Regions from separate parts of the Danio rerio genome. Here region 1 is linked to region 2. A link is a contact called in public Hi-C data. All regions are on one chromosome and are shown on one strand. Each heading gives the region's core, a stretch centred on a gene start, on an enhancer-like site or on the middle of the called end of the contact. The rest is flanking DNA. Distances are from core to core; before and after follow the strand shown.

What was found. Hi-C and Micro-C count contacts between places; a contact is called where the count stands out from the background.
Region 1: a Hi-C map of an unstated tissue shows a contact between it and region 2, with 4 times the contacts expected there. The contact joins the enhancer-like site here to the promoter of mydgf in region 2. A contact is called at or near these places in 3 of 18 Hi-C or Micro-C datasets (caudal fin, hematopoietic stem cells and an unstated tissue).

The regions. Positions count from the first base shown.
Region 1 is chr22:5,461,952-5,467,722 of GRCz12tu, forward strand. cers1 (ceramide synthase 1) reads left to right here. Exons shown (of 7, transcript XM_009295953.5): 7 at 1-5,064. It overlaps ncln (nicalin), which reads right to left. Exons shown (of 15, transcript NM_207057.1): 15 at 5,076-5,771. Among named protein-coding and RNA genes, the nearest start is that of ncln, 21 kb to the right of the region's middle. Within about 2 kb of position 3,585, at least 4 of the 62 cell types and tissues checked have an H3K27ac peak or open chromatin away from gene starts, as enhancers often do.
Region 2 is chr22:5,366,531-5,372,353 of GRCz12tu, forward strand. mydgf (myeloid-derived growth factor) reads left to right here and starts at 1,739. Exons shown (of 6, transcript NM_001002480.2): 1 at 1,739-1,979; 2 at 2,902-2,952. The coding sequence starts at 1,833.

The sequences.
Region 1 (5,771 bases), core at 2,335-4,834, 97 kb after region 2:
AGTATAATTCATAAATTCATACCGTATCTTGTTGAGTTGTTTGCAAACAAATCGCAGGACGTCAAATCTCACTCAATGATATGATTTGGCACAAATGAATACCAATAAATTACGTAGACAACAGTAAACATGGGTTAGAAATATAAAGAGCTTAATAAGGAATGATTTGATGTTGTTTACCTGCACATTTAGGCTCTACATATTTGAATCATACACATATTTAAGCAAAATACAAGACGTAGTATTTTAATGTTTAAAATTAAGTGACGCTTAAAACAAATCTGCTAATAGAAAAAAAAACTTGTTCCCATTTAAATCTCACCTAATTTTAATACATTTTATCAGAAGTTTTAAACAATTATAGAGGAATACAAAAATAATACATCAAAATTATTATAGTTGTTTGCAAACAAAGCGCAGGACGTCAAATCACACTCAGTGATATTATTTGGCACAAATAAATGTCAATAAATTACGTAGACAACAGTAAACATGGGTTAGAAATATAAAGAGCTTAATAAGGAATGATTTGATGTTGTTTACCTGCACATTTAGGCTCTAAATATTTAAATCATACACATATTTAAGCAAAATACCACAAGACGTAGTATTTTAATGTTTAAAACTGAGCAAAACTAAAGACAAGAAATAAAAATCTCCTAATGGAATAAAAAACTGAACTTGTTCTTATTTAAATTAAGATTTCACACCCAATTATTAGATTTCTGAAGTAAAATGTCACTTAATTTTGATACATTTTACCAGAGAAGTTTTAAACAATTATTGCGCAATACAAAAATAATACATCAAAACTATTATAGTTGTTTGCAAACAAAGCGCAGGGCGTCAAATCAAACTCAGTGATATTATTTGGCACAAATAAATGTCAATAAATTACGTAGACAACAATAAGCATAGGTTACGAAGAAAAAGAGCTTAATAAGGAATGATTTGATGTTGTTTACCTGCACATTCAGGGTTTACATATTTTAACAATACGCATATTTAAGCAAAACACCACAAGACGTAGTATTTTAATGTTTAAAATTAAGTGACGCTTAAAACAAATCTGCTAATAGAATAAAAAACTTGTTCCCATTTAAATCTCACCTAATTTTAATACATTTTATCAGAAGTTTTAAACAATTATAGAGGAATACAAAAATAATACATCAAAATTATTATAGTTGTTTGCAAACAAAGTGCAGGATGTCAAATCACACTCAGTGATATTATTTGGCACAAATAAATGTCAATAAATTACGTAGACAACAGTAAACATGGGTTAGAAATATAAAGAGCTTAATAAGGAATGATTTGATGTTTTTTACCTGCACATTTAGGCTCTACATATTTTAAACATACACATATTTAGGCAAAACACCACAAGACGTAGTATTTTAATGTTTAAAATTAAGTGACGCTTAAAAAAAATCTGCTAATAGAATCAAAAACGTGTTCCCATTTAAATTAGGATTTTACACCTCCTTTGTGGATTTCTGAAGTTAAATCTCACTTAATAATAATACATTTTATCAGAAGTTTTAAAGTTATAGTGCAATATAAAAATAATACATCAAAACTATTATAGTTGTTTGCGAACAAAGGGCAGGACGTCAAACCACACTCTGTTATATTATTTGGAACAAATGAATACCAATAAATTCTGTAGACAGCAATAAACTTGGGTTACAAAGATAAAGAGCTTAATAAGGAATGATTTGATTTTTACCTGCACATTTAGGCTCTAAATATTTGAATCATACACATATTTAAGCAAAATACCATGAGACGTAGTATTTTAATGTTTAAAATTAAGCGCCACTTAAAACAAGAAAAAAAAAAAAATCTGCTAATGGAATAAAAAACTGAACTTGTTCTCAGTTAAATTAAGATTTCACACCTCATTAGTGGATTTCTGAAGTAAAATGTCACTTAATTTTTATAAATTTTATCAGTTTTAAACAATTATAGTGCAATACAAAAATAATACATCAAAACTATTATAGTTGTTTGCAAACAAAGCGCAGGACGTCAAATCAAACTCAGTGATATTATTTGGCACAAATAAATGTCAATAAATTACGTAGACAACAATAAGCATAGGTTACGAAGATAAAAAGCTTAATAAGGAATGATTTGATGTTGTTTACCTGCACATTCAGGCTCTAAATGTTTTTTTACCATACACATATTTAAGCAAAACACCACAAGACGTAGTATTTTAATGTTTAAAATTAAGTGACGCTTAAAAAAAATCTGCTAATAGAATAAAAAACGTGTTCCCATTTAAATTAAGATTCACACCTCATTAGTGGATTTCTGAAGTAAAATCTCACTTAATATTAACACATTTTATCAGAAGTTTTAAAGTTATAGTGCAATATAAAAATAATACATCAAAACTATTATAGTTGTTTGCAAACAAAGGGCAGGACGTCAAACCACACTCTGTTATATTATTTGGAACAAATGAATACCAATAAATTGCGTAGACAGCAATAAACTTGGGTTACAAAGATAAAGAGCTTAATAAGGAATGATTTGATGTTTACCTGCACATTTAGGCTCTAAATATTTGACTCATACACATATTTAAGCAAAATACCACAAGATGTATTTTAAGGTTTAAAATTGAGCGACACTTAAAACAAGAAATAAAAATCTGCTAATTGAATAAAAAACTTAACTTGTTCACATTTAAATTAAGATTTCACACCCCATTAGTAGATTTCTGAAGTAAAATGTCACTTAATTTTGATACATTTTACCAGAGAAGTTTTAAACAAATGCAATACACAATACATCAAAACTATTTGGGAACTACTGCACCAATCAGCTTTCTTTTTAAACCATCTGCTAGTCATGTGTGTACAGTGTTAGCTAGTGTTTGAATGTACATGACTGAAAGGGAATTGTTTTCAATCTTCGGATTAGTTTCTAAAAAATACTGCTTGCATTCCTTATGTGGATTTTTCCCACGAGCACTGCTGCAATGGCATTTAAAAAAAGCTAGCTTTCTATTGGCTAAAACTATACTCCAATATCGCGTTAAGTTAATATATAAACATGGATCGACAACACAGTCGTCTATGCTCGTAATGGACAAACATTTGAACTTCCTACACAAATTAGAGTATTTATTCGAATGTTGTATTCGGGAATGCATGAGTTTTGATAATATGCTGTAATAGAGAAAAAAAAGTCGAGTGGAAATGATTACCCAGTTGTCCATACTTGAATTGTTGGTTTGCCTACTGTATCAAAACAAAACCTGTCGTGGAAAAAAGCTAATCTTCACGTTCAGATGCTAACGAGCTGTCTTCCGTTCCGGATGCTAGCGTGTGCTAATGCTAACTGCTTTATGTCCGAGTTAATTTTGTTCATGGAAAAGTTCACTGGCACATATTTTTTTCGTGTAATATTCATTGAAGCTGCTGCTGTATTCGATATGCGCGCGTCAATCATCGAGTAGGTGGTAAATTCCTTTCAGTTTCCTTACCTGGCATTGTCAAAGCACTGAAAATAACGAAGTACTCGTGGAGACGTTCGTTCTGAGGTATTTTGTGACATTTAAACCTAATTTCGGCTCATTAGCAGAGGCGCTACTTGTTTTGTTATGATGACAGAAACGGGCATGCGCAGAAACTTTGATTCCAACGACCGTTAAACGGGTAAAGTCTAGATCGGATACACGGCTGGTCGGAAGTGCGATATGTTCATCATAGTAGCATTTTTATGACACAGTAAAACTATAATTAATATTTTTACAATACTGTGACAATTGGGTTTAGGGTTGGTGTTAAAAATAAAATTTTTTGGGTAATTTAATAGATAGCATAAATAATATTCGGTACAACTACTGTTTTTACATTACAGTGACAGTTGGGGTGGGGGTAGACGTTAATAAAATACAATTTATTGGATAATTTAATAGATAGCATAAATAATATTCAGTACAACTACTGTTTCTACGTTGCTTTAAAAAAAAAAAAAAACAGTCGACAGAGGAGTGTGCTATCTCGATAATAAGCGCATTTTACACAGTTTTTCTCTAAATGATATGTATAATCCATTTATAAATAATATTGTTTTGTTTGCGTCTAAACATTGCGACCATCCACACAAAATATTATTTTGTTGCTGTCGTGCCATATTTTCTCAAATTATCATTGAACTTTGAGCTAACAAATTACTAGATAAAATTAGAATTTAATCGGTTGCCATCAGCAGAGTCCTTGCCAGAAGCGGCCCGGACTCTCCAGACAGACTCGGGCCAGATATGGTTAACATGAATCGGGCCAGTACTTTACAGCCGCATCACAAACACATGCGCGCGAGCGAGCTGCGGGCTGCACTCGGCCCGGATAACACTCGCCAATGTCGAGTCGGAGCCGCCGAAGGGCAGCCGAGCTCGGGCCGATTACTATTTGGGCTGTGACTTTTGGGTTTAGGATTGGGGTGGGCGTAGGCATTAAAATACAATAAATGGGAAATTTATTAAATAATTGTCGTTCACTTCCGGCCTCGTTGCATATCCGATCTAGCAACAACCCGTTAAACGCCACCATACACTCCATTGATTATTATCTGTAATTAGCTAATTAATTTTTATGTCAGTCAGAATGAGAGTTTGGAGAGTGGAAATCTAGGATATATTTAAATAAAAGTGCCAAAAATATTTATTAACCGCCCAGTGAGTGTTAAGGCAGTGCGGTTGAGGATTTGAGGTGTTTTTGGGGTGTTTTATTATCCATGGTTTATCATGTTAATTAATAAAATTGCACTGTAATTTCTTACTACTGTTTCAATTTTCCTGTACAAACTGTGTTTAGGAAATAAATTTATACAGATTAATTTAACATTGAATAATAAGTTATTCATTTTGTTTGAAAATTTGTCATTTTTAAATGGACCACTTATTCTTGATCAGACCACTAAAGGAGTGACAGGTTTTTATCTCATGTGTATTAGAAGAATTGTAATAATTCCAGCTGAACTGAAACAAGATGTGTTGTGTTGTTTTTTCATTTAATAAAAACCGTCCAAAGGAAATAAAAACAACTGCTCCATTGTTTTCATTCAACAAATGCCTTTATTTTTCTTTATATTTCTTCATCCTCGAGAATCAAGTTTATGTACCTCTTGATTTGTAATGTCAAATCAAATTCAGAGAATAAACATAAAACAAATCAGTGCATGTCGAAGTATAAATAACAGCAAATCTGTACCAAACTACCTCCCGATGAGAAGCAGAACTGGACTTCGGATGTCAAAACAAGACAAGAAAGAAATGACAGAATTACTAACTTAAGTAAATAACTCTGAGGAAAAACCGAAGGAATAAAAGCGAAACATGAAATGCCAAATGTTTCCGAACATAATTTTAGACATCATTTTAATACTCGCTCTGAAAAGAATCAGCATTTCGAAGATTGAAGAGCGTCAACCCAACCAGCAACCATTTTGGCCCACTTTACAGTAGCTGCCAGAGAAGAAAAACCACACGAGGAAGGGCTTTCAGGAAACTACAATCCTCAATTGATTCCACGAAACAATCGAAATGAACTCAACTGCATTCGAACAATTGCGGATTGTATTTTTTAAGAATACAGGACTTGAGGCAACGCTGAGACGAGGAAGACTTCGAAGGCTAGCGGAGATGTAGTGGATGAACACTTGGCATGAAAAATCAACGTTCATTCTCAAAAAGGCAATCAGTCGATCAATCGGACAAACTGTGAGTGATATAAAGAATGCAAACACACACT
Region 2 (5,823 bases), core at 489-2,988:
GCTCAGAAGTACATACTGTATATTTGTAGATTTTGCCTTGATTTTGGCTTTGTATGTTTTGCCATAATGCACTGAAAATATAATAATAACACATTACATGTTTATGCATTTTCATTCTCATTCATTTTCCTTCAGCTTAGTCCCTTTATTCATCTGAGGTTGCCACAGCAGAACCGCCAACCTATCCAGGATATGTTTTACACAACGGGTGCTCTTCCAGCTTCAACCGGGTACTGGGAAACACCCATAAACTCTCATTCACACACACTCATACAATACGGGCAATTTAGTTTATCCAATTCACCAATACCACATGTCGTTAGACTGTGGGGGAAACCGGAGCACCCGAAGGAAACCCACGTGAACACAGGGAGGACATGCAAACTCCACACAGAAATGCCAATTGATCCTGCTGGGACTTAAACCAGCGACCTTCTTGCTGTGAGGTGACGACGCAAACCACTGAGCCACCGCTTTACCCATGCATTTTCAGAATATACATATATAAAATTTTGAAACTGGCATTTCAAGCAAATTTATGGGCAGTTGCAAGTTTAAAGAGGAAAAAGTTTGTAATTTTGACTTATTATGTGTAAATCTGTGAGATAAAGTAAAGAAATATGATACATTTTAGGAAATGGTGAAATAATCGTGAATTTTTTCAATTTATTTCTAAATAGTGATGCAGGGCTTAACAATAAGGACTGCCCGGTGGCCCAGGGCCAGCGTGAGAGACGCTTGGGACAGTAGACAGGATCATTACTGGCCCGATTAGGACAGTGCTGCCTTGTCACTAACATTTAATTTGTCTGCGACTATTTGTCAATTGCGTGGATTTTAAGTTTGTGCTTTTGATTCTTTAAACATTACCTTGTCCGTGATGTCGTAAACACCATATTGCTTTCCGCTTCCTCTTATCTGATTTGATGTTTTGAGCATGCAATTTTTATCCATAACCTGGTAACAACCAGTACAGAGAAGGCTAAAAGAAAATGTCAGTTTCTAATGTCTTGGAAGCAGACATTTACATGTGAACAACGCGACAAAAAAAAAAAAAAAAAGTGATGTTTTGCACAGTTTGCCGTCAGTTTGACAAGTCAGCCCATCTTTTGTTAAATAATTTCCAGCTGTAATAAAATACCTCCACATTTTCCATACTACTCTTTTTGTTTGCATAACACTTTAATTATTTTTTTTTTTAGTATTAAAATTGTAGATTCACAGACTTTATTTTTGACACATTATTTAAAATATAGCTGTTAACTTCCCTTTTTTTTTTTTTTGGTGGGGCCAGTGAAAATTTTGGCAGGGCAAGTAAAAATCTGAACCACTGGCCCAATCAGACCAGTACAAAAAATCCTGAGCGTTGAACCCTGTGATGTAGGGAAAGTAGTATAATATAGTCAAAATTGCTAAAATATTAGTCAAATATTGTTCGATAAACTTTTGTTTTACCTTTTAAATTCTACAGCAGAAGCAGACTTGCGTATGTTTTAATGTACACAACCGTAAGTGACTGAATACTTTAATAAATTTTCAAGACTAGACAGTTTTTGATAGGTGTCAATTTTTTAACCCCCCTGGCATGTTTTGTGTATTAATCTTTAAGAATTAAAAGTAGCACAGATATTATGTATACAGTTGAAGCTATATTTGTTTTGGCTAATGAAAAAAAGAAAATGTAGAAGTGAGTTGTTGTTCTACTCCAGTCCACTAGATGCCTTAACATTTCAAACTCCAGAACTGCCCCATCCTATGAAGAACATACAGGAACAGTACAGGCACCTTTTTCATTCACTACATAAACGCAGATCTCCTGTCTGTAAAGCATCATGGCATTTATTGTGCACATGAAATGGTTTGTGAATCTTCTGCTGCTGTTTGTTGTGCTTTGTGAACTGTGTTCTGCTGAAAGGACCAAAACACTGGACTTCGATGTCAAACCTGGAGGAGTTGTGCAGACTTTCTCTGCAAAACTTGTAAGTAGCTGTTTGATATTTTAATGGAGTAGCACTTGTTTACTTCTAACAACACCGTATGTTTATTATGATTACAAAAATGCATTATTTGCGTATACTCGATTCTATGTGTCCGCACTCGCATTTCATCTCTCATTTTTACTCGTTATTGAATTTTAAAGCATATTAATGCCACCACCGTGTTTCATATTTAACATTTATATTAATTTAAGTTCATATTAACCTCTTTTCGTAATGAATGGATGATATGTTTGAAAAACCGCGACGTGTAGAAAGGAAATCCTCAAATCCACCCGTCAGCTTCTCATTGGACTATTGTAGAGATTCATTGTGCCCTCTAGCGGCTAGAGTTAACTTTTTTTAGTGAATGTTTTAGTGTAAAATCACAAATTATTTCATTATTTACTCACCCTTCATGTGGCTCCAACCCCGCGCAAGCCTTTGTGATTGTGAAATTTTAACGGATCTTCGCGCGCTTTTAAGGTGGATGGACGTTAGCTTCCGAAAAGGACGGTAAAAATAACCACAAAAAGCACCATACATATAATAAGTACACTATTAAAGTCTTGTGAATCAATTCTGTAGATTTATGTAACTGACAAACTAATTTTAAGCTCAGTTAAATCTCATATTCAAGCTTATTGTGACAGCGTGACGCCACTGTTAGCATCGCTCTTTTATAAGCGTGATTGACGTCTCGACGTGCCAGATTTGCATTTTTTTTTCAAAGTCGTTTTCATATTTTATATATTTATTTAGACTGGAGTTATGGTTACAATGTCTATTTTTGTAATGGTCCCCCCCAGCATGGAGTCATTCATTTAAAGTTCAGTCTGACAAATTAGCATATTTCGTGGGAGGAAGCCTGGCATTGTGAACCTGTTTATCTGTTTACAATAAACGTTTCTATTTCTTGTTTTAGAAGAAGTATAAATGCACCTTCACATATGCATGCCAAGGAGGAACCAATGAGGTAAGACAATTTATAAATATTTAGATATTTAATACTTTTAAAGAAATAAATACCCTGCACCAGAAAAGCCTATGATTTAATTTTGTAGCAATATGTGCTATTACTTAATACATTAAGTTGTTAAAGATATTTCTTATAAATGCATTTTGTTTAAAGCACACTAATACATGATGGTTAACAGGGTGTGAATTATACATTGACGATTGGGGGGTTTATTGGCTATGTTCGGTTACTATGCCTTAAGTTATATTTAATTCAACTACATTCAAAACTACATTTAATTCAAATTTATTAATCAAAATTTTGTTTGCAGTGTTTTGAGGGATATTGAGTGGTTCTCTTTGACATTTGTGATGTTAAATAAATGACAGGTTTGCATTCCTGCACCTATTAATGGCTGACCATGAAAGACTGCACATATATTTTATTTTACTGTTTAACTTCCATGTGCGAGCAAGTGTGTATTAAAATACAAATGACGCATCTAGTTTTACAGACACCTACAGTACAAACCCTTATTTTACAAGAAACACTTACGCCAAGGGTGTACAAACTCGGCCCTGGAGGGCGGTGTCCTGAAGAGTTTATCACCAACTTGCTTCAACACACCTGCCAGGAAGATTCGTCTCACACAATCATGTGATAAGTTTTCGCAGGTCAGAGTTCACCAAGCTTGAACTTTCCAACGCAGCGAAACTTGTCGCACGACCTTGCGTTTCCGGTCTGACGCATTTGCATGCGTATGAATGAAAGTCTATGGGGAGAAAAGTCCAGTGTCTAAATGTATGGGCCCTTAGATAATATTAGCGCAAACATGCATTCACAATGGTATGAATCATAATAGGAGTGGTCAAATGTATATTTAAGTTATCTATTATTTTAATTAGTAATGTTATTTAGGATAGCTGGAAGGGCATCCGCTCCCTAAAACATATGCTGGATAAGTTAGCGGTTCATTATGCTGTGGCGACCCCTGATTAGTAAATTAACTAAGCCGAAAAGAAAATGAATGAATATTATTTAAGATAATATTTCAAACTATTTCTTAACTACTGATGTGCAGACCACCCATACATCTTGTTTTGATTTTCTTCAGGGGGGATCAAACCCTCTTGTAATTCACACCCTGGTGGTTAATTAATTTAGTTATTAGATATTTTTATTCACAATTTTTTTAATCTCTTGTGTTGAGATATTTCCGATAGTATTGTAAGGTAATTCAGAATGGCTGAAAATCTCCCTTACGAAAATTAACAGTGTCTTTTATAGTAATAGAAGTCTAGTAACCACGTGTCCTGTCGTTTTGATTACCATTTGTATATCTGCAGTTAAACTACAAATACTATGGTTAAACTATGGTTACCAAGCTTTACCTACAAAAAAAATAAGTTTATTTGTAGTAAAGCCATGGTTCATTTGTTAGATTACGACATTCCACTTTTTGCCTCTAAAAGCAGAGGAATTATAGCAATTGTGCGTTAATTATGTTGTAAAACATACTCATTTGACATAATTGTACTTTATAATGCTTACTTATTAAAAAAAATGATATGATCTATTTAATATTTATTACCAATGTTGCCATTAATATAGCCAATGCTGCTGATGAGGGTTGGGGTCGATAGACGATGCTGAGCTGGCATCGCAATCCTCCACCCCACCCCCGTTGCAGCAGCAACTCGCTTGTAAAAACACACACATTAGCTGCATCCCAAATCGCATACTTATGTACTATTCTACGCCATTTTGTAGTATAAATAGTGTAAGTAGTGTGTTCACACTGAAAACTCTAAAAATATTAAGTGCACTTTAATTACCCGGATGATGCACTCATTCAGCTGGTAAAATGAAGTGTGTAATGATGGACACTTCACGCACTCAACGACCGCAGATTTGCTTACGTAGTGGAAGGGGCGGAGCTATCAGACGCACATGTTGAATAACTTTATTTATTTTGGATGGTGAAAGCAAAATTCTCCTACGAGAGTGATTATAGCGCCTTCAATACTCACGGCAGGTATTATCTGATAATTCGGTCGGTTATTTCACTGATTTGGCTACCGTCAATTGTTATCAGGGAAACGGTTTGAATTTCCGCTTAGTAAAAACACATTAGTGTGCCATTTGGGACGCCACTACATACATATACTATCCTGTTGAGTGTGTAAGTGCATAAGTACATAGTGCATGAATGCATAGTGTATAGTGTGCCATTTGGGACGCAGCTTTTGGCCCCGTTTGCACTAAAACGTATTTATTTTAAAATGGTATTTTAGAACGAAAACGATCTACATCAACACTGGCGTTTCATCTAGCATTTCTAAACAGCTCTCCTTCAACACTATAACGCTGAAAACGCACATCACGTGACCACAGACAGGCATGCACTGCAGCAAATGTGCACGTCTGAGCTCCAGCAGTCAGCGGGTGCTTTGAGCACAAAACCCCCGAGAGCAGTGCACGTCTGACAGTTTATCAAGGATGTACCGCTGGATCGCGTCTCACTATAGTTGTTAAACGTAATATTTAATTAATCTTGTCTCTATCTCACGACTCTTCGGTCTTTTGAATGCCATCGTTCATCGCAATGTTTCACATTAGACATCGTACAATGCCAAATTGGTCGACATCGTCCATCCCTACTGCTGATATGGCATTAAAAGTAGGGGTGTCACGATTTCGATTTTTAATCGAAATCGATCGAAATTTATGATCAATTTCGATTATCGAATCAAAAAATAGAATCGTTGATGCTGCCACGCCCCCATGTCACGTCAGCTTGGCTTGCCAAGCGGGAAAAAAACAGGCTTGTTGAAGTGCTTGTTAAACGGCAGACGCAGGAGACCCGTCGACAGAGCTTAAACCCTCTCC